Regions from separate parts of the Mus musculus genome. Here regions 1 and 3 are each linked to region 2. The links are chromatin contacts, called in public Hi-C and promoter capture Hi-C maps. All regions are on one chromosome and are shown on one strand. Each heading gives the region's core, a stretch centred on a gene start, on an enhancer-like site or on the middle of the called end of the contact. The rest is flanking DNA. Distances are from core to core; before and after follow the strand shown.

Region 1 (4,621 bases), core at 1,695-4,194, 190 kb after region 2:
AGCTTTACCTTTGAATCTTCGTTCTTCTTAGTTTGTGTTTCCCACAGCCTGACCCAAAGCTTGGCTACTCTGGTGGCACTCAGTGAGAAAGATACAGAAGTTCATCCCCTGACTCACGTCCTGAGGACCATGAGCAAGCACCGTTTGCGCATCTCCATCGCTTTCCTTGAGTCTAGTAGGGGAAGCTGTGAGAGAATAAAACTAACAGAAGGTCTAGAGATGTACTTCTGCAGTGGGATACTCACTCACCCTGGATCTTGCTAGTTAGTTCATAAATTTTTCAATAAAATATGTAAAAAACTAAATGCATGTCCCTTCTTGCAGTTACGTAAGCTTGGACTGGGTTTTGGTTACTTGAAACCAGAAGGAATTTACAAGAAAGCAGAATTTATGAGATGGAAGTATTATTGCCCAAATATTACTGCTTGAATGTTCACCCAATGATGAGGGAAGAATTTGTTGGCATTTTTCATTAGTCAGTGGCTAGGTAAGCAAAACAAAAGAAGAAACAAAATCCAACCTCCATAGGGCCCTGGAGTAATTTCTCTTTTTTCACTTTTCTTTCTTTCTTTTCTTTCTATCTCTCTCACTCTCTCTCTCTTTCTCCTTCCCTCCTTTCCTTCCTCCCTCCCTCCCTCCCTCCCTCCCTCCCTTCCTTCCTTCCTTCCTTCTTTCCTTCCTTCCAGATTGACTTTTTAAAAAGAATTTTTCTTAAGTATGATATATTTTGTAATCATATCCACCCTCTCAACAAACCCTTCAGTGTCCCATCTCCCAATCTCTTGTGCTCTTCCTCTCTGATTATTATAATTATTATTGTTGTATGTTAAGAGGGTTTCAGTTACGTAGCTGAGGCTGGTCTTAGACTTTGTCATTCTCCTGCCTTCTCTGCCCAAGGACTGGGATTACAGACTTGTACCATCACACCAGGCCAAAAGTACATTCTTAAGTAGGGCTATTTGAAGTTCTATTAAAAAAAAATGTGGTCATACATAAGAAATTGGAAAGAAACTAGGAATGATTTGGGAGATAAAGTAGTGGAGTAAGAAAGAACTAGGAAGTATCTAAACTGGGTTTAGATGGATTCAATAGCTGAATTAAGATTGAGGGAAAGCTCATGAATTTAGCACACAAGTGCTTTAGGGCACTACTGGAAAGGAGAAACACTTTTTCTTTGTTAAGGGAATCCCAAGCATGGTGTCTGGAGAAGTAAATGTGATCATGAAATAAGGGCCAGTTGCCTGGATCAGCTTTCGGGTGGCAGTTACAGGGTGGAGATTAGTAGGACCCGAGACATTTACCCTGTGATCTTGCCCTAGAGCCTATTGTCCTGTGTGGCTTCAAACATAAAGAGCAAGAACTGTGAGCTCTCAGACCAGATAGGGATTTAATGAACTGAATTGGAATAAATGGACATTTTTTAAAGTTCTGAGTCTGATGTTTGCTTTTGTGTCATGGGGTTTTGTGTCTTTGGTGGTCTCCAGAAAACATGCTAGAATATAGTGAAGCCTCGGTGTGTGTGTGGGGGGGTGCGGGGGGAGATTCCATAGGGAAGGCATCTCTGTTTGAGATCTTTGTGAGTAGGTACATGTGGATGTAAATGCTGAGGTGTTGGAAGGCATAAGAACTATCTAAAATTAACTTTCAAAGACGATTTATTTCACTTGTGTGTGTGTGTGTGTGTGTGTGTGTGTGTGTGTGTGTGTGTGTGTGTCTATAACACGTTTACAGGGACCCAAGGAATCCAGAAAAGTGTGCCCAATTCCTTGGAACTAGCGTTACAGGTGGCTAGAAACTGCCTGACATGACGGCTGGGAATCAAATCCCAGTCCTTTGCAACAGCAACAAGGACTCTTAGCTGCTGAGCCTATCTCCCAGCATCTATCTTAATGTGCTTCTGATTATTATTCCCTTTGTCTGTTGGGAGAGAGCAGAGGGATTTCTGGCATTCTGTTCTACATGCAGCAGTGTTTCACAGAACCAGTGGACAAACAGGTGGTTTCATTCCCATGAGATTCAAATGTGCCCAACATTCCAATTTAGCCAGCCCACAAAGGCCATTTCTCATGAGCTTGCTTCACCTCTGGAGAAAACCCTGTCTACCACCTTTCCTCAGTTCATTTCTACCCATAAAATAATCCTTTTGTGACTGTTTCTCCTGAAAAGCAACTCTTAGTGCCTGAGATAGAAGAAATGAAAAAGAACGATGGAGGTAAAATTTGAGAGACTTCCCCCTCTGGGCCCTTGAAAGGAAAGCTGTTTTAGTGAGGCTTTCAAATGATGAAAAATTTGATAGCTAATTTGGACAAAACAGGAAATCAGGTGCCCCCCCCCCCCCCAGGGAGTGAGTCATGAAATGCACTTGTGTTTCAAAGCCTCCAGTGCAGTTTGAGAATGAGCACAGAGCAGGGCTTCACATGTCCTGCTTGGCAAGTTCTCAGTGTCTGTCTCAGGATCCAAGTACATTTGCTAACCTCTAAATCCCTCAGAGGCACATGCAGTGGTGTCCCAAGAGCATAGTAAGGAAAACACTGGGTCTGGTCCTGATTTCCATTCTGAAAAACCTGGCCTTGGTGTCTGGGAGAAGCAGCAGATTCATAGACCAGAATCTATTTATATCCCCAAATATTCAATGTTTGTGCTTCACCCTAAAAGGCAATGTGAATTACACCGGAAAGTCGTGTGCTGAAAAAAAAATATGGATCTAATCAATCCAGCATCGCTCAGGAAAACAAAGCCGTTATTAGGCTAAGGCTGTTCATTTTCCCGGTCAAGACCTGGAGGCGTGGCAATTTAAAGTTTTAGCTCTGCAACAAGCAACCCTTTCGCCTTGGAAACCTTTCTCCCTCTCTTCTGTTGCTAGGTCCTCCAGCTCTGTTCAAGCACTGTGCTTAATAGCTTTTGCGAGGAAGTGACATTCAGAGTTCCCTCTATCTGTCAGCATAATACCAAGGTTTGAAAAATCGCATGTTATGTTAGTGAGGCTCTCTCCTTCCCTGAAGTCTGAGCCTCCCTACAACCTGCTTCCCAGCCTGAAAATACATTCAAAGAACAATTTAAAAACGACTCTAACATTCGGCCAATTATTTCTGGGTTAACAGTATTAATTTTTCCATGTTGAAAATAGCTGCTTTAATTGGTAAAATATAACATAAAATGTATCTGTGAATAAAGGTGCTTTTTCATTGTGTGTCCTTTTCTCAAAGCTTTCCCTTCCCAGCTGGTTACTAGGGGTGACAGAGGATAATGATTTGAATGCATTGTTCTGCGTTCTCTCTTTCTTTCATGTGCTTGTCAAGCAGCAGCTGCTTAACAAATAACTGTTAAACGTTGCGATGAATTACAGAGTGCCTAAAGCAGACCTGCCTGGTTTATATTGTGCTCCAGGTCAATATACAAGCTTTGTACTCATTGGAAGAAAAACAAAATCTTTTTTAAGTATCTCAGAGGGGGGTATCAACATTGTTATACATATAGTTTTAATTTAATGATTTGCTTTATTATGAAAAAATGCTAAAACAGCAAAATTGAAAATATCACCTAGATTCTTAGACACACACACATATATAAAATTAATTATTTGAGAACGTCATACATGCATACAATGTATTTCCTTTAAGGTTCATTCCTCCTCATTCCTGCACTCCTCTTCACGTCCTTTCTTTCTTTCTTTTTTTAAACTCACGGAGCCCAATCAATGTTGCCCATATACTTCAGAGTGTAGGGCCATTTACTGGAGTATGGTTGATCTATCAGGGTCCACACCCTTAAACAATGTCAACCATCCCTTCCTCAAAAGCTACATTTAGCATGCCAACATTTAACAATTATTGGTTATGCAGCTGCTTCTTGACAAGCACATTGTCAGCTGTCAGCATCTCCTCAGCTAGGGTTGGGGGCTCGTGAGTCTCACATCACTCCATGGTGGAATGCTAATTGGCCAATCACTTATATTTTAACATGCCTATTCACTTATGTTTCTTATCTAGTTTCTTATTTATGGACACCTGGAATGTTCTCGTTTTAACTATTAAAGCAATTTTTAACTTTTGGGTATGTTTGTTCAATAGCTGTATATTATTTCTCTTGAGTAGTATCTAGGAGAAATTACGGGATCGTAGGCTCATTATACATTTAGTTTAACAAAAAACCAGCCGACTTTTGCTGGCGATGGTGAACAATCTTACAATAACAACAATGTATGAATTCTAATCATCCAATTCTTTAAAAATTTTGGTTTTTAAAATTTTCATATATGTGTACTATATTTACATTAATCCTCCTCTTTCCTTCAACTCCTCCCATGCCTCCTCTCAAATCCATAGCCTCTTTTTTCCTTATCATTGTTACATTTATGTAACAAATTTCTATGAATAAATCTCTAGCTACAATATTCTAAATTCATGTAGTGTTGCTTGTATGTACGTTTTTACGATTGACCTCAGTAAAGATTGGATAAGCAATTAGGGAGCTTGTCCCTGGTAAAACCTGTTTTTTCCTCTCCCAGTGGTCATTAATTGCCAGTAACTCTTCATCTAGTGGTGGGTCTTATGAGGTTACCCTCATCCATGTTGGGATTTCAATTGGTATTGTCTTTGTGCAGGTCTTGTTTAGGTCACCA
Region 2 (4,449 bases), core at 804-3,303:
GATAATTTCAAGAAACAATTTTCTACCTGTTCCACACTCCACCACTCTATGTGCATTAAAGGCAAATGCAGACATCAGGTAGTTGATTTAGGATGTTGATTTACATGTCTAGGAAGAGGAGACCTACTATTTTTCACCCTGAGGCTATTCTAGTTCCAGGCTGAATTTCTTGCAGAAAAACTGCTTGTCATTTAAAGCATTCCCTTCAATTTATGCTAGCATATTTTAAGCAAAATCACAATATTAATCAAAAAGATCTCACAAACAACACATTTTAAAGACAAAAGCCCGATTTTTATGTTTGCATTTCATAAAATCCAACACAAACAAGCACTCAAGAACTGAGTTAATGTATGTAAAAGAGAATACACGCTTAAAAAGCTTTATTCAAAGTTACTCATATCGAGACACAAGATATTTAATTTAAAACAACAAATTTTTGGGACAGTGCACAGAATACTTCTTTTAAAACAAAAACCACATTTGAATGTTATGCTGGATTTGAGTATGTTTTATACCGAAGCTAATTTGCATTGATTTACTTAGTATTTGCATGTCTGTTGGTCAGTCTATATTTTCTAAGGCATGTATTTTATAATTCAACTGGTAAAAGCGAGCTGTATTGTAAAGCTAATTTGAAGGTAAAATTTGGATAGGTGTTTTGTTTTAACCTTTTTAAGTTCCTTTAACAGTGACAGTGCAAGTAAGATCCACCCAAGGGCGATTCTTAATATTCACCACACAACCTTAAATTTGAACACCCGGAGGAGGAATTTACGTAACTAATATAAAATCAAATTGGCTCTAGACAGGAAATCCACCTCGCAATATCCCAAAAAGGCATCAAGAAAACATCCGGATATTTATGGCGTAGCCATTTAACTTTAATAAAGTTAAAATTGGCTATTACCCCACACAACACTATATAATTCATTGAGAGCAAAGTGCCACCCTTGTAAGTCCTGAAGACAGCGGCATCGAAAAGAACGGCATCGAAAGAACTGGACATTGAACGCAAACCGTTATCAGAACTTGGGGAAGGGACCGATCGGTTTTCTTAAATCTTGACCAGGAGAGATGGTTTGCTAATGACTGGGGTGTGCTCTAGGCTATCTGTAGCGGGGTCCAGTATCCGCCCTACCACTTTGGAGGACGAAGAAACCAAGCATTTTCCTCAAAACAAATGATGTGCTAACATGGGACGAAACCCGCGGCACAAGTATTCCTTTTCCCTCGCTTTGATTTTTGCCGCAAATCCCGGGACAACAATTTCTCCAGATTGGTATTAAAACAAAAACAAAACAAAACAAAACAAAAAACCCAACAATGAGCTCAGCCTTGGAGTGGGCTCTGGTCCAGCATCCCTGGGGTCCCGCAGTCTCGGACGCCTCCCCTCCTCCCGGGACTACACTCCATCAGTACCCAAAGCTGGGCGAGGTGACCGGCAAGGAGTGGAGCAGAGACAATGGCATCCGCTGGCCCGCCAGGGGCGCCAAGTCCTCGGTCGCCGTCACCCCAGCCCCTCCCCAAAACGCCCCGTCAAACTTGAGGCGATCAGCGAACCACAGGTGCCGCGGGGTCCCCGCGGAACCTAGGACCGGTTCCCCTGCATCACCGGCGCGCTGCCGAGTGGAGAGCGGAGCGCTACCGCCGGCAGAAGTGAGTTTCGGGGCGCGGCGCCCCGGGAGGACTCGGGGTGGGGTCGTCGGGGCGCTCACGGGGCGGCGGGGGGCGCGTCCCAGCCATCACTCCCTCTTTCCATCCCTGCCAGCTCAGCGGACTCCTTCAGCACTTACGGCGGCGGCGGGCCGCGGACGCGGCGGAGCTGGGCTGGCCGCGGAGACTGAGGCGCCGGCAGCTGCTGAGGGGAAGCCCCCGTCGCCGTGCTGTGGAAGGGAAGCCGTGGTGCCGCGGGGAGGGGACCCGTCTGGTGGAGGGCAGGCTTAGGCTGCGAGGGTAGGGCGAGCCGACAGATCCCGCCCTGGAGGCTGGACGGAGGAGGAGCCCGGGCTGCGGCGAGCGGAGAGGCGGACCGGAGACCGCGCGCCAAGCTGCCGAGGGGGCGCCAACCGCCTCTAGAGTGAGCGCTGTTGCCGGCAAGAACGAGAAGCCGATTGGTCAAATAACCGCAGGGTAGGCGTGGCGAGGGCCGGAAGTCTGGCCACGTGACCCGGAAGCGGCCTAGGCTGTGGCCAGCGCGCTTGCGTACTTCGGGCTGTGCTGCCGGGACGCGGCGCGCGCGGCTGTCCTGGCTCCTTCCGTGGCAGGGTGATGGGGCTCCGCGGCGCCCTTAGCTGACCCCGTGGTGCAGGCTAAAGGATGGTCCGCACCGCAAAGGGGCTGATTCCGAGCGCCAGTGACTCCGTGGGTCTCCAGAGGGTTGGGCGGGGAGGTGTGACAGTCGGCGATGATGGTGGGAGCCAAGGACAGGAGTGCTGCAACTCAGGGGAAAACAAGTCAGCGCTGTCGCGGTGCTCGTGCCCGCGTTTGCAGGGAGGCCCCTCCTTTCCAGCCCCAGCTAACCTAGACATTTCTCGCCACAAGCTTTGCTAGAGCCTCTCTTCAGGGCTTGCTTCCCCCAGCAGTGCGGCGGACTGGAGGAGTTGTAGTCCGCTCTCTGCTGCAAAAAAAAAAAAAAAAAAAAAAAAAAAAAAAAAAAAATCCAGACAGCGCTTAGTCCTTTTAGATCCCGCTTCCTTCTCACGGTCTCGCCCGCACCTTCCCCATCCCGGGTTCCAGTTTAGCCTTGGCTGATGACTCGCTCGCCTTGGCATGTCCTTCCTCTAATGTCACATCTATAAAGCCTCACCCTAAAGCCCCGGAACAACGAATTCCTCTTTTACCCACATGCTTCTGTTTAGCGCACCTTGGATTTTATTCGTTTAACAACCTAGTTCTCTGCCTGGTTTTAACACTACTGATAAATGTGAGTTGTCTAATAAAATTATAAAATGATGATAGACTTGTTAAAAAGCTGAAATGTTGACTTAGTCTGGGCGTATGATGGATGTCTGTGTTTTATTTGAATGGTGGAATGGATGGATCATCGAGTTCAACTCATCTTTTATAGATAAGGGGAATGGAGATCCACAGGATTAGGTGACCTTGCTTGGACAGCCATGGATTTCCCCTGTCAAATGCTACTCATTACTACTGTCACCTCTGTCCCTACAACAAAAGCCAGAACAGAGTATTCATTGGGCATGCCTTTCTTTGCAGAGATTACTAAACAGGAATTGTAAATTAACTAATGTAAGAAAAAAAAGATGCTACACTTTTAGCGAAGCTGTGTTTACTTAATGTAAAGAACCCCCTTATTAGACATCAATGTTCATTTTTATGTCTTAGAGTGCCAATGTAATAGGATCTTATACGTTAGGAATTTGAGGTCATTTTGTATATGCTTTTGTTTAGCAAAAATAAAACTAGAATACTTTCCCCTTTTCAGCAATACTATGCTGCTTGGAAAGTTTCCTACAAACGTGTGTGAGTGAAATATACTGGAGTATTAAAGTGGTCAATAGAAAGCAGAATTGGCTTTTGGTAGGTCTTTAGGTCCCCGGCCCAAATTTCTCTGTTTATTGTTGAAACATGCCTCTAAAATGCCAATGTACTTTCTCACAAGAAACAGATGTCATTAGCCAGTTCAAAGATAGCAATGATATTACACAATGAAAAACGGCCTTCTAATTCTAAACACTGCCTTTCCTTTTTGTGTTCAAAACACCTACGTCCTCAGGGTGCCTAAGTCACCACCTCCCAAGTTTAAACTCATTGGATGTGTTACTAATGTTGGTTAGTAGCTCTGGAAATTATGGGAGACTTGCAAATTGGCAGTCTCATTTCTGTGTTCCTAGCCAAAAAGAGAGAGAGAGAAAGTGGGGAGGGCTGGGGGGTAGAGAAGGAATTATGGGAAAATAATTAGCAGCTGAAAGCAGCTATTACATAATCTTGGCTGCTTATTAATTTAGCAGAAGGAATGGCTTATTAAATTCTAATACCAACAGCAAAACTGCAAACAACCTACAATTAACAGAGCAGGGCCCATTATTTTGTTAATACGTTCTCTTCCTTTGGCAAGTATATGAGAACAAAATTTATAGAAGCAGATGGTCTTTTTCAGTAGATTATAGATGGTTTATTCCCCAGTCTTAGTTCAAAGTGCTAATGGTGCATTCACTGTGAAAGACAAAAGGAAGCACGGCTGCCATCTTTGTTAGTAATTAAGTAGTTTGACTTTGATTTCCACATTTTCAAATTGTAGGCTTTGTTATATATATATATATATATATATATATATATATATATAATCTTCTGACCCACTACCTTTTTCATCTGTCATGTCAATATATAATCTTATTATTCCTTTGTGTTTGTTTTCAAGGTGATATTGCCTTCTTTATGCAACTATGGAAAACTATACAAAATCATGTGTGAAAAATTAATAAC
Region 3 (4,590 bases), core at 1,648-4,147, 160 kb after region 2:
AAGCAAGACTCATTGCCCCAGGAAAAGCATAATCCTGATTACCTATTATTTAGTCAGATCAGGAGTTTGACTAGTAGGGGAAATGGCAGGGTTGAACAACACACCAACATCGCCTGCTCCCCCCTCCCCCCCCCCCCCCCCGCTCCAGAATATAGGGCTGGAGTGTCAAATGCTGGGGCTGAAGAGAGGAGTGAGAGGGAAGAAGAGAGGGAGTCCTCACAATATGTGGATATTGAGCCTGAATGAACTATGGCTGCCAACTGTGACACACATCGAGAGGGAAGCGGGTCCCAGGAAGAAGCAATGTCGTCCTTTACCCTTACTATAGCAGGCTGCTCTTCCTTTTTCTGTGGCCTTCAGATATCACTGAACTGTAACGCTGGGCTGGCCAGCATCGGTCAGGTTGCTTGACTTGGGATTTAATTTAGCTTTGGGGCTCAAAAAGGAGGTCTTTCCAATGTCTGCTGCAGGCTTCCTGTGCCCTCATTAGCTTTGCGCTGCTCCCTCCTTCCCTCTCCTCTCTCTAGATTTGACCATAGTTCACGTTCTCTGATAAGATTTCCCACTGAAGCAGGGAATATTAAGGGGATATGGGAAGGAGATGTCTTACTCTAGAATCTGGCTGCAAGTCAGAAACTTCAACATGGTGGATAAAATCAACGTTGTCTACAGAGTGATACTCATTTCCCAAAGCCATCTCCAGCACGAAGGCTGAAATAAGTAAACTGTGCTTTCTTGAGGCTACAATGTTTGTTGCCTTGAGTTTAAACTTATTGGAACTCCTCTCTCCTCCATATAATCTAAACAATGCACCCCATAAAACCACCCTACAAATTCCATTTACAAAAGAAAAAAAATATTTTTGTTGCTGCTGCTTTTTTAGGCAGGCTGCTACGACGGAGCCATTGCTTGCGTGGTAGTCACTGCTTAGATCAGGTTGGCTTTAAACTTGGGTGTGATCTTTTTGCCTATCATATCTCCCAAATACCAGGATTAAAGGCGTACGCTGCACAGAAAGTTCTTTAAGATAAAGGAAAAGAGGGCCATTCAGCAGTCCTTTGTTCCTGCACTTGGGAGGGAGAGGTAGGTGAGTCTCTCTAAGTTCGTAGGCTAGCCTGGCTTAAGTAAGAAATTTCAAGCCTTCTAGGTCTATATACTGAGACCTTGTAGACAGGGTCAGGGATTAAGTGAACCATCTCACATTTTAAAAAGAGATTTGTTTTTATTTCTGTGTACAGGTATCCTTGGTGGGTAGCTGGGGAATTATAGGCAGTTGTGAACTGCCTGCTGTGAGAGCTGGAAACTGAACTCGGGTCCTCTGGAAGAGCAACAGGTCTCTCATCTCCTAAGCCATCTCATTGGCCCACCATCTGATAGTTTTGTCCTTAACTTTTGCATAATCTTTGATCCTTCTAAATTATAATCCTTTGAACAATGTCACTTTAGAAAGTCATTGATGTTATATTTACACTGTGAAGACACCCAAGAATCTGTTTCACCTCCATCTCCATCCATGCTTAAGTCTGAACTATACACCATTATCTCTTGTCTGACTTATTCTGAAAGTCTTCCCTAGGGCCTAGTCAAGGGCCCAGCTTTACCTTAATGGAGGTCCCTAACTAAGCAATTCCTTAGGCTGACCCTGCTGATGTTAGGACTTGCTGGTTCACTGGTAATATCCTTTTGTCTAAAGTTTCTCCTGTCTCATACCACCTAATGAGACACCAACATCATTGTAGGTGACATCACCTTTCAGCACAGATATCACGTTTTACTGAAAATCACTGAAGTATATCAAAGTATGGATTTTTTTATCAGTTCCAAAGCATACAAACCCTAACAAATGTGAGTCACATTTGACACTATGAAATTGGGATCTTTCTTTGAGTACTTGAGGCAGGATTTCACTATGTAGCCTTGGCTGGCCTGGAACACACCAGTTAGACTAGGTTGGCCTCAAACTCAGAGATCCTTCTGTCTCATTGAAGTGATTAGAAGTGTGAGCCATTGTACCCAACCTTTTGAGATCGGGCTTTGGCAGACCTGGGATTGATTATATAGTTCAGGGTGACCTTGAAGTAATGGTAAGTCCTCTTGTTTCAGTCTATGGAGTGCTGGGGTGACTCATGTGAGCCACCCTGCCATGCTTGGGATGCATACGATAACTGACAGAGGGTCAAGCTTTAGTTGTCGGCATACTTTTCTTAGGCATATGTGAAGCAGTTGTGGGTCTTACATTTGATGCAGGTTAGATTTTCTGAACGGTAGTAATGGGGACGCTGTGGTCAGAAAATTCTTTTGGAGGGGACAAATACAAAAGGATGCTATCTGAAGATTGTGTGGGGAAATAAATTACGGGGAAGAGACTGGTGGGCAGGACAGGTATTATAATGGTATGTGTAAGGCGTTAGGGAGGAGAATGGTCCATCCAGGAAGCTAAATATGGTGCACAAGGGCAGGACAGTGGAAAGCAAATGAGCCCATTATGTGACTTCGAGGGCTGCACTCAAATAAATACCTAGGCTGTGAGTAAGTATTTAAGTGCTTGGGACTTATAGATAATCTATATACAGTTCTTCACCTTGATTTATTTTCTGGACAAATGAAGGAATGTATTGCCATCTCCCAGCATTCTCTGGCACTTATTTTTTTTCTCATTTCAACACCACTGCACTTGGGGTACATTTTGCAGCATTCTCTCCCCCCCCCCAAGCAGTGCCTTGAAGTTGATGAAACAGCTCTATTGTTAAGCAAGGACACACCATACTTTCATTCCTGCATTTTTTAAAATCTCAGTTCTGAATTTCCCACAAATCCTATCTATTCACTTGCAACATTTTTACAGCTTTTCTCAGTCTAAGCTGGTTCTCACAGATCCGGGGTCACGTGCTCTTACTCCTTTGTGTGTAGACCTTGACTCCCAGGAGGCCATGTGAGGCTGACAAGAAAGTTGCTTTGGCCTGTTCTAAGCCTGTGCAGAAGGGACGAGATGAGCATCCGAGGGAATAAAAGCTCACGTGGTAATTATTTATAATTCAGTCTTCAAATTCCAGCCCTTCAAAATGTTTACATGGGTCTAGAAAGATGGAGGGCTCAGCAGTTAAGAGCACTGGCCACTCTTCCAGGGGAACTGAGTTTGATTCCAGTGTGGTGGCTCACAAAGGTCTGAAACTCCATTTCAAGGGACCTGAAACCATCTTCTAGCCTCTGAGGGCACTGTACACATGTAGTGCACAGACATACATGTAGGCAAACTATCCACACATGTAAATAAATTGGGAAAAAACCCACAAGACACTATCTGTTCTTCTGAAAGACCAAATTCAGTTCCCAGTACCCACATCAGGAAGCTTAATCCACCTGTAACTCCAGCTCCAAGGGATCGAATCCACTATTCTTGTCCCCATTGGTACCTATGAATGTGTGGCATGCACTCACATAGAAACACACAAAAACACATAAATAAGAATAAACGAAAGTCTTTAAAAACATCCACTTATTGAATGAGCACTTCATCACTTATGATAGACCAAGGCTTGACAAACCGTTCTAAAAGCCAAAAAGTGTTCTCTACCCCCCAAATAATACATATCTTATATTAATATGTGTGTGTTTATATTCATTATACAAAATAGGTTTCATTATGCTTACATACATGTGTATTATGTACTTTGATCAAATTAATTCACAATCTTGTCTCTTGTTTCTCCTCCTCCTGGTTCCTTTCCTTTTCTTTAATAATTCCCAGAGTGGACTGGAAAGATTGCTCAAGGGTTAGAGCACTGGCTATTCTTGCAGAAGACCTGAGTTTGGTTCCCAGCACCCACATGGCGGCTCAAAATTGCCTGTAACTCCTACTCCAGGAGCTCCAATGCACCCTTTCTGACCTTTGAAGACACCAGACATACTTATAGTGCATAGACATATATGCAGGCAAAACATTAATACACATAAAAGAAAATAAATATAAAATTAAAAATACGTTCTCTTTCTTGTCGAGAGAGGGTGGTTCTTCAATCTGGATTCTGCACATGCACATGAGGGAGAGCACGGATTTGTCTTCTGCATCTGTGTTCTGTGTTATTTACGCTAACATCATGCGCTTCAATTCCCTTGGAACATAGTCATGTCCATTTATTTATATATAGTCCATGCAAAGCCACAAATATTTACTTTTGGAGTTTTCCAGGACCAGTTTCTTCTTTAGGGGAACCAAGAGAAGCCCATTCTTAAATGAACAATGAAAGAAAATAAGCGATTCCATAAAAGAAAATTGTATTTTGATATCAAAAAGTACATGCCCAACCTTTGAGTGCAAGGATGGTGTATATCTTTGTCTCTGCAGAGACAGAGCTTCTTACTGTTTTGTATCCACAGAGGAGAGAAAAATATATTCCGTCTTTAATTACACACTGTAGAATGGAGCTAAAGTCACAAAGGATTTGGAGGATGGCCTGCCAGGCATAGCTTCTATGATGGTCCAAGATTGCGAGGCTACAACTACAGAAGGGGGAAAGGGAAAGTGAAGACTTCCTGATGGCTTGCCTTTCTCTGTGTGTGTTCTTTCAATTCCCAGCCATCTTTGCAGTT

What was found. Promoter capture Hi-C pulls out the DNA fragments that hold promoters and counts their contacts. Hi-C and Micro-C count contacts between places; a contact is called where the count stands out from the background.
Region 1: a promoter capture Hi-C map of hippocampal neurons shows a contact between it and region 2, with 2.6 times the contacts expected there. The contact joins the enhancer-like site here to the promoter of Ap1s2 in region 2. A contact is called at or near these places in 5 of 39 promoter capture datasets (the 3T3-L1 cell line, the C10 cell line and hippocampal neurons), 1 of 484 Hi-C or Micro-C datasets (uterus), 5 of 115 datasets of contacts at active chromatin or transcription factors (the 230-238 cell line, embryonic stem cells and fibro-adipogenic progenitors) and 2 of 9 other capture datasets (liver and pancreatic islet).
Region 3: a Hi-C map of Sertoli cells shows a contact between it and region 2, with 4 times the contacts expected there. The contact joins the enhancer-like site here to the promoter of Ap1s2 in region 2. A contact is called at or near these places in 4 of 39 promoter capture datasets (the 3T3-L1 cell line, the C10 cell line and pre-B cells), 5 of 484 Hi-C or Micro-C datasets (Sertoli cells, embryonic stem cells, gonadal supporting cells and 1 more), 2 of 115 datasets of contacts at active chromatin or transcription factors (both in embryonic stem cells) and 3 of 9 other capture datasets (embryonic stem cells, liver and pancreatic islet).

The regions. Positions count from the first base shown.
Region 1 is chrX:163,721,659-163,726,279 of GRCm38.p6, reverse strand. No RefSeq gene overlaps it. Among named protein-coding and RNA genes, the nearest start is that of Rnf138rt1, 37 kb to the left of the region's middle. Within about 2 kb of position 2,944, at least 31 of the 459 cell types and tissues checked have an H3K27ac peak or open chromatin away from gene starts, as enhancers often do. A contact at or near this core is called in hippocampal neurons and pancreatic islet, where this site is marked.
Region 2 is chrX:163,906,621-163,911,069 of GRCm38.p6, reverse strand. It overlaps Ap1s2 (adaptor-related protein complex 1, sigma 2 subunit), which reads right to left and starts at 2,053. Exons shown (of 6, transcript NM_001290379.1): 1 at 1,797-2,053. Gm52456 (predicted gene, 52456) reads left to right here and starts at 1,539. Exons shown (of 2, transcript NR_165469.1): 1 at 1,539-1,659; 2 at 1,772-2,960.
Region 3 is chrX:163,746,513-163,751,102 of GRCm38.p6, reverse strand. No RefSeq gene overlaps it. Among named protein-coding and RNA genes, the nearest start is that of Rnf138rt1, 13 kb to the left of the region's middle. Within about 2 kb of position 2,897, at least 3 of the 459 cell types and tissues checked have an H3K27ac peak or open chromatin away from gene starts, as enhancers often do. A contact at or near this core is called in Sertoli cells, where this site is marked.